Linked DNA regions of Zea mays: region 2 is linked to region 1. Evidence: chromatin contacts called from public Hi-C data. All regions are on one chromosome and are shown on one strand. The core of a region is the stretch at or near the end of the contact, and the rest is flanking DNA. Distances in the headings are between cores, read along the strand shown.

Region 1 (4,543 bases), core at 1,971-4,470:
TTGGGTACAATTATACCTTTGCCTTGACAAAAGATTGATTCTCGAATGGTGCGATCGCTATTACAGGAATGCGTGAACAGTAAAGGAATACTGTTCACTATTTATAGACACGGGACACAGCCTGTGAGGAATTACAATTATGCCCCTCATAAGGGATTACAACAGCGACTCAAACATTTATGGATTAAAAGGTCATTCTACTTTTATGTCGGTTTGTAATTCCGAAGCTTCATGAAAAGGAACCTTCGGTCGTCACATGCGGACAGCTTCAGCCGAAGATGTTTCTTCCTACAAGACCTTCGACGACGAAGCATAGTCCCAACAAATATAATTAGTCAGATGTCCGTGAGTTGATACAGTTTTTATATAACACATAGGTAGAATTTTATTTAAATAGGACAATACTAGCCATAAAGAAATCATGATTAAGTAGCGATATACTCTATGTCGTCACCAAACCTGAGATATATACTCTATGTCACCAAACCTGAGATGTTTAACCGTTCTTTCTGGGAAATAAACATAAATGCAAAACAAAAGACATGTATCATCCAGATTCAACACACCAAAAAAATGGTATTATTTTACATTATCTAGGTAGACCTAATTAACTTAATGGAATTCAAAGGCACAATTCAAATGACACTTCAAATAACTATAACTGCAATTTGTTTTTTTAAATAGAAATAGGAGGGAAAAAATCGTGTGGTCTACGACATACGGACCCAACCGACTTGATCTAACCTTAGAGATGGTAATGGGAACCCGATCCTCAGTTTACGCAGAGAATTCTTCTATTAGGAAACATGGATAGGATAATTTAGTCCCATGGAAATTGAAACAGGAAAGTCTTGTACCCGTTGGATTTGCGGGGACGGGGTTTGGGACTAAACCTCGTCACCGTTCTCCACATACGCGCCCGTGAACTCCTCTTCAGCTAAATTAGTTCACTAATACATTAAAATCACACTAAAAATCCAATACACAACCTGTTATAAAATAACAAATTAAACTATAAAGTAGGTGTCTCTTGCAATTTTTATAAATTATTTTTGTTCAATTTATATTAATTTAATATAATCAATTTAAATTTACATGTAAATATTGTACTATCTTTATATTTTTTATTTGACGTTAAATATGGTAAAATTGAACTACAAAACGTCAAATACAAAAAATAGAGGGAGTATTTTATGACAGGTATGAGAGAAAATGTATTACCGTGAGCGTTAGGGGGGCGGAGACGAGAGAAAAAATATCACCGTGAGCGTTCACGTGAACGGATAATTTTTCCTCACCGTGGGAACAGGGATCAGAAGTTATTCCCCCAACGGAGAACATCGGACATGCCGCCGATCTGCTGGCTCACCTGCTCCCCTTTTACCCTTTCCGATTTCCATTGCTGGATCGTACTATATTATCCGTTCGGAATTTCGGATCGTGTATGGGATGGGCAGGAAGAACCCGGCCGCCCAGTCCCAGCCATCCCATTCCCATGCAGCCGGTTTCTTCCACGGCAGAACCACCGCGCCGTCGCGTTTGCCCGCATGGCATGGGCAGCAGAGGCGGCAGCAGCAGTAGCAGTGCGCCGCACGGCTCCCGCTCTCACTAATCTGCTGGATGGCAGCTCACGTGTCTAGAACCCACCACGCCATTTTTTTGTCGCTACTCGCTAGTGTGCGGGGGGCTTGGTATTTGCTCCGTATCCGTGTGTGCTACGTACTGCAAGAGCAACGGCAAACGTGGTGACGTAAAACCCCAATCCAAATGCGTTCACCTCAAGCGATCCACACCGTTCTTTTACCATCAACAACAACCTCCTGGTTCGGTACTTGGGTACACTGCTAGCTGCGTTCAAGGTTTACTGAGGTGGACGAAAGTGATGGACAGAGTCAGAGACAGGCCATTCAGACAGACAGACAGATGATCGCAAATATTCACCTGTATAAAAAAGATTAAAAAAATGCTAACAAAAAACAGTAACGTCTGCTCCACTGTGAGCTCGCTCCTAGCATGCCACCGCAGAGATTCGCCCCCCGGCGTGATGTGGATCTGCATCCCAACGTGGATCGATCTACACCAGCCCGGCGCCGATCCGCGTCCTCCAATCCGCCAGCTGGTGACCAAGGCGAGCGCATGTGTATCCATTCTATATATATTGCGTACAAACCTCGCCCCACGACAAAAGGTACTCAAACAAACAGTACACCATGTGTCACTACACACTCGCTTAAATATATTACTCCCCCATTCTTTTTTATTTGTCTTGTCGCGATTTAGTTTAAAGATGAACAAATATTTGAGAACTAAGGTATTGCAACAAAGAAACATGAGCGAGGAACTCGGTACTTAGTGACGCGAGGATTATTCTAGCCTAGTCGAAGGTAAGTTTGCGATGTCGCTAAAGTTAGTGGATATCACAGTGGAGTTCAACTCAATGAACAATTGCGGCATAGCTAGAAAAACGATTCGTCCCGATCCCCCGACCCCTGGAGGTATTCTGAAAAGTCTACAAAGCCATCAGCGTACTTTTTTTTTTGAGATGGCCAGCTTACAAAGTTAGGCCAAAATTCGTGAGAAACTCGCTTCTATCAAAAGTTCGCTTTTCCAAGAAAACAGCCAGCTTTTGAAATTTGCCTCTCAAAAGCATCTTTATTGATTTCTATCGCTGCAAAATCATGTAACCGATCACCAACCAGCACAGTGCACAGTATGTTTTTTTATTTATTTTTTCATTCTAAAGCGGCCTTGCAAACGAACACATCAGTCGGACGACAGCGCGAGCACCTGGCCTTTCCACCTCGCCACGGCCGGAGCCGACGGACCCCAACGCCCCAACCCCAACCGCGCGGCCGCTGCCTGCAGAGAACCGAAACCACGAACAACAACAGCCCCACCTGGCAGTAAGCCAGCCAACAACAACAAGCCGGCCCGGCCCCGTGGCAGCCACGCCCCTCGGGTCCTCGACCGTCGTCCCCGCGCCGCGACCCGCGAGGCAGGGACACGAGCCGGCGCCCCCACTCTGGAACCCGACCCGAGATGGCCAGATCGACACTAACCACGGTCAGACCCTCAACCAGACCCCGTGGTTCGTACTCCAATATTCCCTGCACAGGCTCCAGCGGTCGCCTCGCGACCCCGACCCACCTCCCCGCAGCCTCACTCATCTCCCCCGCCCACTTGCCCCACGCCTCCGGGCTGCGACCTCCATCCATCCATCCATGTATAAAGCCGCCAACGCCCGCCTCCTCCTCAGATCCCTCTCCCCCAACTCAGCTGCGCTAGCCTCCGTCAACCCGGGCCGCGCCGCCTCCTCCGCCCGCCTCGCGCTCTCGCTGCCGTGCGGCGCGTGGGTCGGCCGAAGCGGGCTCGTCCGCCGCGCCGCCGCCTTCTCCGGGACACGGCCGCGTTTCGCGGGCGCCAGGGCGCAGATCGGGGCCGCCGTGCCTGCCGTCGAGCAGTTCCAGCGCAGGATGGCAACCCAAGGTGCGTGCGTGCGTGCGCGCGCTTGTCTTCGTCCGTCCGCGCGTGGGGTCTTCCGTCTGGTCGTGGGTCGTGTGCTTGTCACGCGCGCGCGGGGCGGGGCGGGGCGATCTGGGTGACGTTGATGCGTGCGCCTCGCCTCGTCGCGTTCGCTGCTTCGAGCGCTGTGTGCTCGCTCGTTTTGGACTGGGATCCTGGTCAATCGACGGCCTTATCCTTCTACCCGGATCATTGAATTCGAATTATGTGACGCGGTGTTCCTCGCATCGTGTGGATCTTGTCTTCTGGGGTCGAGGAGTAGATGGGTTCGCTCGCCAGCGTTTCACTCGGGATTTTTTCAAGTGAACCAGTGAATGAAGTGACGTGACCCAGATGCGTTGGAGCGGTTTTTGGATGGCGCATCCACCGGTGCCGACTGACCATTTCCCGTGTCGGCGCGTGGGTTCGTTTGATGTCTAGACGAAGATGCCTCTGCTGGTTTCGGTTGGGGGGCTAGGGGTTTAGGAATCGGGGGCGAATAGATTCCTAGTTCTTCTCTCCCTTTACTTTTTGGATGTGGATATTAGATATTCGGGATGGATATTTTAGTATATTCGGTTCGCGTTTTGAGTTGATTTGACTTGGTTTTCACTGAAGCACACGACTCTTTGCACTCAGGGACTCAGCTTAGATTGCAATTTAAGCTAGTGCCTTCATCCTGCAAGCAGAAGCAGAGCTCGATCTCAGGATGTGATGGTTTGTGATCAGTAGTTACAACCTACAGGTTTGTGTGACCTGTTCTGGTCACTACTGATTGAGTCGGGTACCTATTAAGTGATTAGATTAGGATCTGGTAGTTAGGCAGTTATGTCATGCTTCTTTTGGTTCCCTGGTGGTTGAGACTTGAATGTTTCCTTGTGGAAGACCTCGTATGGATCATAGATGCCTTCAGTGATATCTGGTGGTATTGTTTACGTACTATAAGGATTGCGGATTATGTTCATGTGATTAGCAGTTAGTGGAATTTTTTTGAGATGAGGCTCCCACCCCACTTCCGTTAACAATATAACGGAGATCAGCT
Region 2 (4,335 bases), core at 987-3,486, 230 kb after region 1:
CCGGACACTGTCCGGTGCGCCAGCCACGTCACCAACCTTAGGGTTCGACCGTTGGAGCTTCTGATAGCTGGGCCACCGGATAGTCCGGTGCGCCTTCTGGCGCCTGCTCTGACTCTGTGCGCGCTGTCCGCGCACTGTTCACGCACTGTTCACTTTTGCAGACGACCGTTGGCGCTGTTAGCCGTTGCTCCGCATGGCACACCGGACAGTCCGGTGCCACACCGGATAGTCCGGTGAATTATAGCGGAGTGGCATTTCCAGAAACCCGAAGGTGGCGAGTTCGAGTTGATCCACCCTGGCACACCGGACAGTCCGATGCGCCAGACCAGGGCACCCTTCGGTTTTCTTTTGCTCCTTTCTTTTGAACCCTTATCTTGGACTTTTTATTGGTTTTTGTTGAACCTTTGGCACCTGTAGAACTTATAATCTAGAGCAAACTAGTTAGTCCAATTATTTATGTTGGGCAATTCAACCACCAAAATCATTTAGGAAAAGGTTTGACCCTATTTCCCTTTCACATGTATTCAACAATATAATATATTCAGCTAACTTTAGGACCTGTAGTTATTTTAAACCTGCTTTTCAATCATCGCGCGGTAAAGTTCATTATTTAATTTGGGGAATTTTATAAAACTGACGTAGCTAGTTAGGGCATCGTCCGTTTTCTAACCTCGTCCCACGCCGCCCCCCTGCCCCCTGCCCCCCGCGCCGTCCCTGTCGCCCCGCGCCCACACGGCACGGCTCCCTGGCCACGCCCAGAGCCCCCCCGCCCAGCCGCCCCGGAGCCTCGCCACCCAGCCGTCCCGTCGCCCGCACGGCTCTTTGGCTGTGCCCTCCATCGCTCTCCGCCACCGGCCGCGCCCTCCGCCGCCCGTCATCGTCGCCGGCGTCCTCCGGCCGGGCGCCCACGCCCTTCTCCTCACGCTCATCGACGGTCTCCAAGCCCGCATTGGTGAACGTGGTATTAAATTATGCTATTACTAATGTAGATAATTGTGTACCTAGTTAGTGTGATATGAATTGTTAGGTTTTAGTAACCTCCCCGTATATGAGAGGTGCTGTCCAGATTGTATACATAGTATTATGTTATTATGTGGTTAGTTTTTAGTTATTAGTTAGTACTTGGTTATTAGTTAGTTAGCAAGTAGTTATTAGTGGGTTGTGGTTAGGCAATAACCATCTATAGTGGACATTGAATGTTTAATTCGTGTTTCAAATAGATGGACAATTTTTTGAGCTTATATTATGGAGGCAATGTGGAAAAAGATCCCTATGGAAATGCCAAGTTCATTGACATGCGACACGTGCTCGTGTTATTCGTTGGTAGACCATCCTTGAGTGATGTGTTTATAAAGGCTAAACAAAAGCTAGGTGGAGGAGTCTACAAAACATGCAATGATTAGTAGGCAAAGAAAACATGCACCACTTCGAGTCTTTAAATTGTTAACATATTAAAAGACTATTCTCACCATTAAATTCATCCGGCGCTGAACAATCGTTAGCTCAAATGCATAGTTAGCACACATCCAATACCTTTGTCGATAGGTGTCATGATCCTCAGACTTATCAACCTTGCAAGGATCACCACAAAACACATAGGCACCGGAACACCAGTTGGCAAAGGTAGTTCCGGTCAAAGACCCTTCCTAAATTTCGATAAGACCTATAAGAATCACAAATATAATATACTCACAAAATATGATTTAATACAATGCTTACCTTTGTTTAGCAGGTTTACCACGCCTAGACATCCTACAATTTAGGTTGATGTTATCTCATTTCGAAGAATAGAAATGAGCATAAAAACTGATGGTCGACATGACTTATTTATAGGCGCGTACCTCGGTGCCAAGATCTAATTTAGGCTGATGTCTCTCGTTTCGAAGAATAGAAATGAACACAAAAACTGACGGCCGACGGGGCTTATTTATAGGCGCGTACCTCGGCGTCGAGATTTACAACGCCGAGGTACGCGCCACGTCTGAACCTGACATATGCACGCTAAAAAAATTAGCGCTGATACATATAACCTAGACACCAATGAGACAATGATGACGACGTCGATCCAAAGATCATTTTTAAAACTAAAACTGTAAAGGGTATAATTATTAAAAAAACTTAAAAAGGACTAAAATAAAAAAAAGTTGGCACGCCCCGGACCCGGATGCTTCCTGGCGCTTCCCGTCACCTATTGGTCAGTGGAGGCAAAAATATCTAAGCAAGCCCCACACACATAGAGAAATCTCAATCCAAAGAGAGCCTTCTCCACCGCTCTTGCTCGTCCAACCTTCTCCATCGTCTCACCTTAGGTTTCGCTCCCCGCCGCCGCCGCCATGATGCCGCAGCAGCAGCAGCCCGGCATGGCCCCTCCTCCTCCACAGGCCGCCCCCGGAGCGCCGCCACACTGGGGCGGCATCCCGCCGCCTATGGCCCCTCAGCATCAGTACGCGCCACCACCGACCCATCAGGCCCCGCCCCCGCCGCAGATGTGGGGCCAGGCGCCCCCGCCCCCGCCCCCGCCTCAGGCCGCGTACGGTCAGGCGCCCCCGCCGCCCCAGGCCGCGTATGGCCAGGCGCTCCCACCACCCCAGGCCGCGTACGGCCAGGCGCCTCCCCCGCCACAGGCCGCCTACTACGGGGCGGTACCCGCGCCCGCGGCGGTGGCCGCGGCACCTGTCGGGCCCAGCGAGGTCAGGACGCTCTGGATCGGGGATCTGCAGTACTGGATGGACGATAACTACATCTACGGGTGCTTCGCATCCACGGGGGAGGTACGCGCTTTCGGTTCTACGCTGTACGAATCTGCTGCTGCCCGTGGGTCGCTGCGATCCGTCCCTATCGATGTGGGGTTCAACGCCCATGTTTATGGACTTCTTATGTCGCTTGCTGTAAATTTCAATTTCTTCGTCTCTTCGATGCATTATGATTATAGTAATAAGTACTGCACGAATATGTTCGTCTCATCGATGGAGTATGGTTATAGTATAAGAAAGTACCGCACGTATAGTGGATTCGGATCCATTAGTAGTGAATTCAGATTCATTAGAGCTTCATGCTATATGTGATTTATTTACGAAAATTCGAATTATATGTCAAAATTACTCCCAGCCGTGTTGTTAGGCATCCCATCGTTCACAAAACAATCCGATATGTTAGGCGGTAGAATATACTGAGCCATAATAAGTTGCACGTAACCTAATTATAAGCTGCCTTTTAGCTCACATTTTGCGTTTATGTTGGCAAATGACACAAAGTTTACTAGCCTGATTGACGACATGACAGCAATTGGTTGGCAATCAATAGGTGTTGCATGCAAATTCATTGCCAATGTGGCAGGTCAGCGCAGGTTGCAGCACTCCACACAAGAACACAATTTCGCTGAGTTACTCCTAGTCTTCGTATCTACTAGGGCGCCCACGTATTGGTATCCGTATTTCTAATTGTGGTACCTAACAGAACAGCCTGGTGGGAGTATTGATAGTAAATTTATGTTTTATAATGGTCTGCCCATCTTTGTGTATGGCGGACAGTGTCCTGGTAACTTGTCTGAAGTAGCTGTATACCGTTTTGGTATTTTTCTGAGATTCCTCTGCAGATGCATTTATGATTGTGTCCAGGTTTTATATAAAACAAAATTACCCTAGTTTCTGTGTGCTGGTTGACATTTTATATAAACCAATGGGTTTGTTGATTTAATCATAAAATGTTTGTGTTGTCACCCTACCTGATGGTTGCCATTGCACATTTCACACCACGTATTTTTGGCTTTTGTGTACATGATAGTGCTGATCTTTTTTTTGCTAATGAATTTGTAGGTGCAAAATGTGAAGCTAATTCGTGACAAGCATACTGGACAACTTCAGGGCTATGGTTTTATTGAATTCATAAGCCGCGCTGCTGCTGAAAGAGTTCTTCAGACTTACAACGGGACAATGATGCCAAATGTTGAGTTGCCATTCCGGTTGAATTGGGCTAGTGCTGGTGAAAAACGTGATGACACCCCCGACTATACAATATTTGTTGGTGATTTGGCTGCTGATGTTACAGACTATGTATTACAAGAGACATTTAGGGCACATTACCCTTCTGTGAAGGGTGCAAAAGTTGTAACAGACAAGCTGACAATGCGCACAAAGGGTTATGGTTTTGTGAAGTTTGGTGATCCTAATGAGCAAGCTCGTGCAATGACTGAGATGAATGGCATGCTATGTTCTTCTAGGCCTATGCGTATTGGGCCTGCTGCAAACAAGAAAGCTACTGTTGTTCAGGAGAAAGGTAAGGAATAGCTGAAAGGAAGTTGAATTTGTTTTTGTTGTGACTTCATTTATTGCATTT

Evidence for each region. A called contact is a pair of places that touch in the nucleus more often than the background predicts.
Region 2: a Hi-C map of tassel shows a contact between it and region 1, with 4 times the contacts expected there. The contact joins the promoter of LOC100273450 here to the promoter of LOC100216599 in region 1. A contact is called at or near these places in 3 of 25 Hi-C or Micro-C datasets (endosperm, leaf and tassel).

Annotation. Positions count from the first base shown.
Region 1 is chr4:30,036,102-30,040,644 of Zm-B73-REFERENCE-NAM-5.0, forward strand. LOC100216599 (aconitase1) reads left to right here and starts at 3,221. Exons shown (of 20, transcript NM_001317364.1): 1 at 3,221-3,486. The coding sequence starts at 3,222.
Region 2 is chr4:30,264,053-30,268,387 of Zm-B73-REFERENCE-NAM-5.0, forward strand. LOC100273450 reads left to right here and starts at 2,237. Exons shown (of 7, transcript NM_001147887.1): 1 at 2,237-2,771; 2 at 3,816-4,275. The coding sequence starts at 2,334. It also overlaps the pseudogene LOC109945696.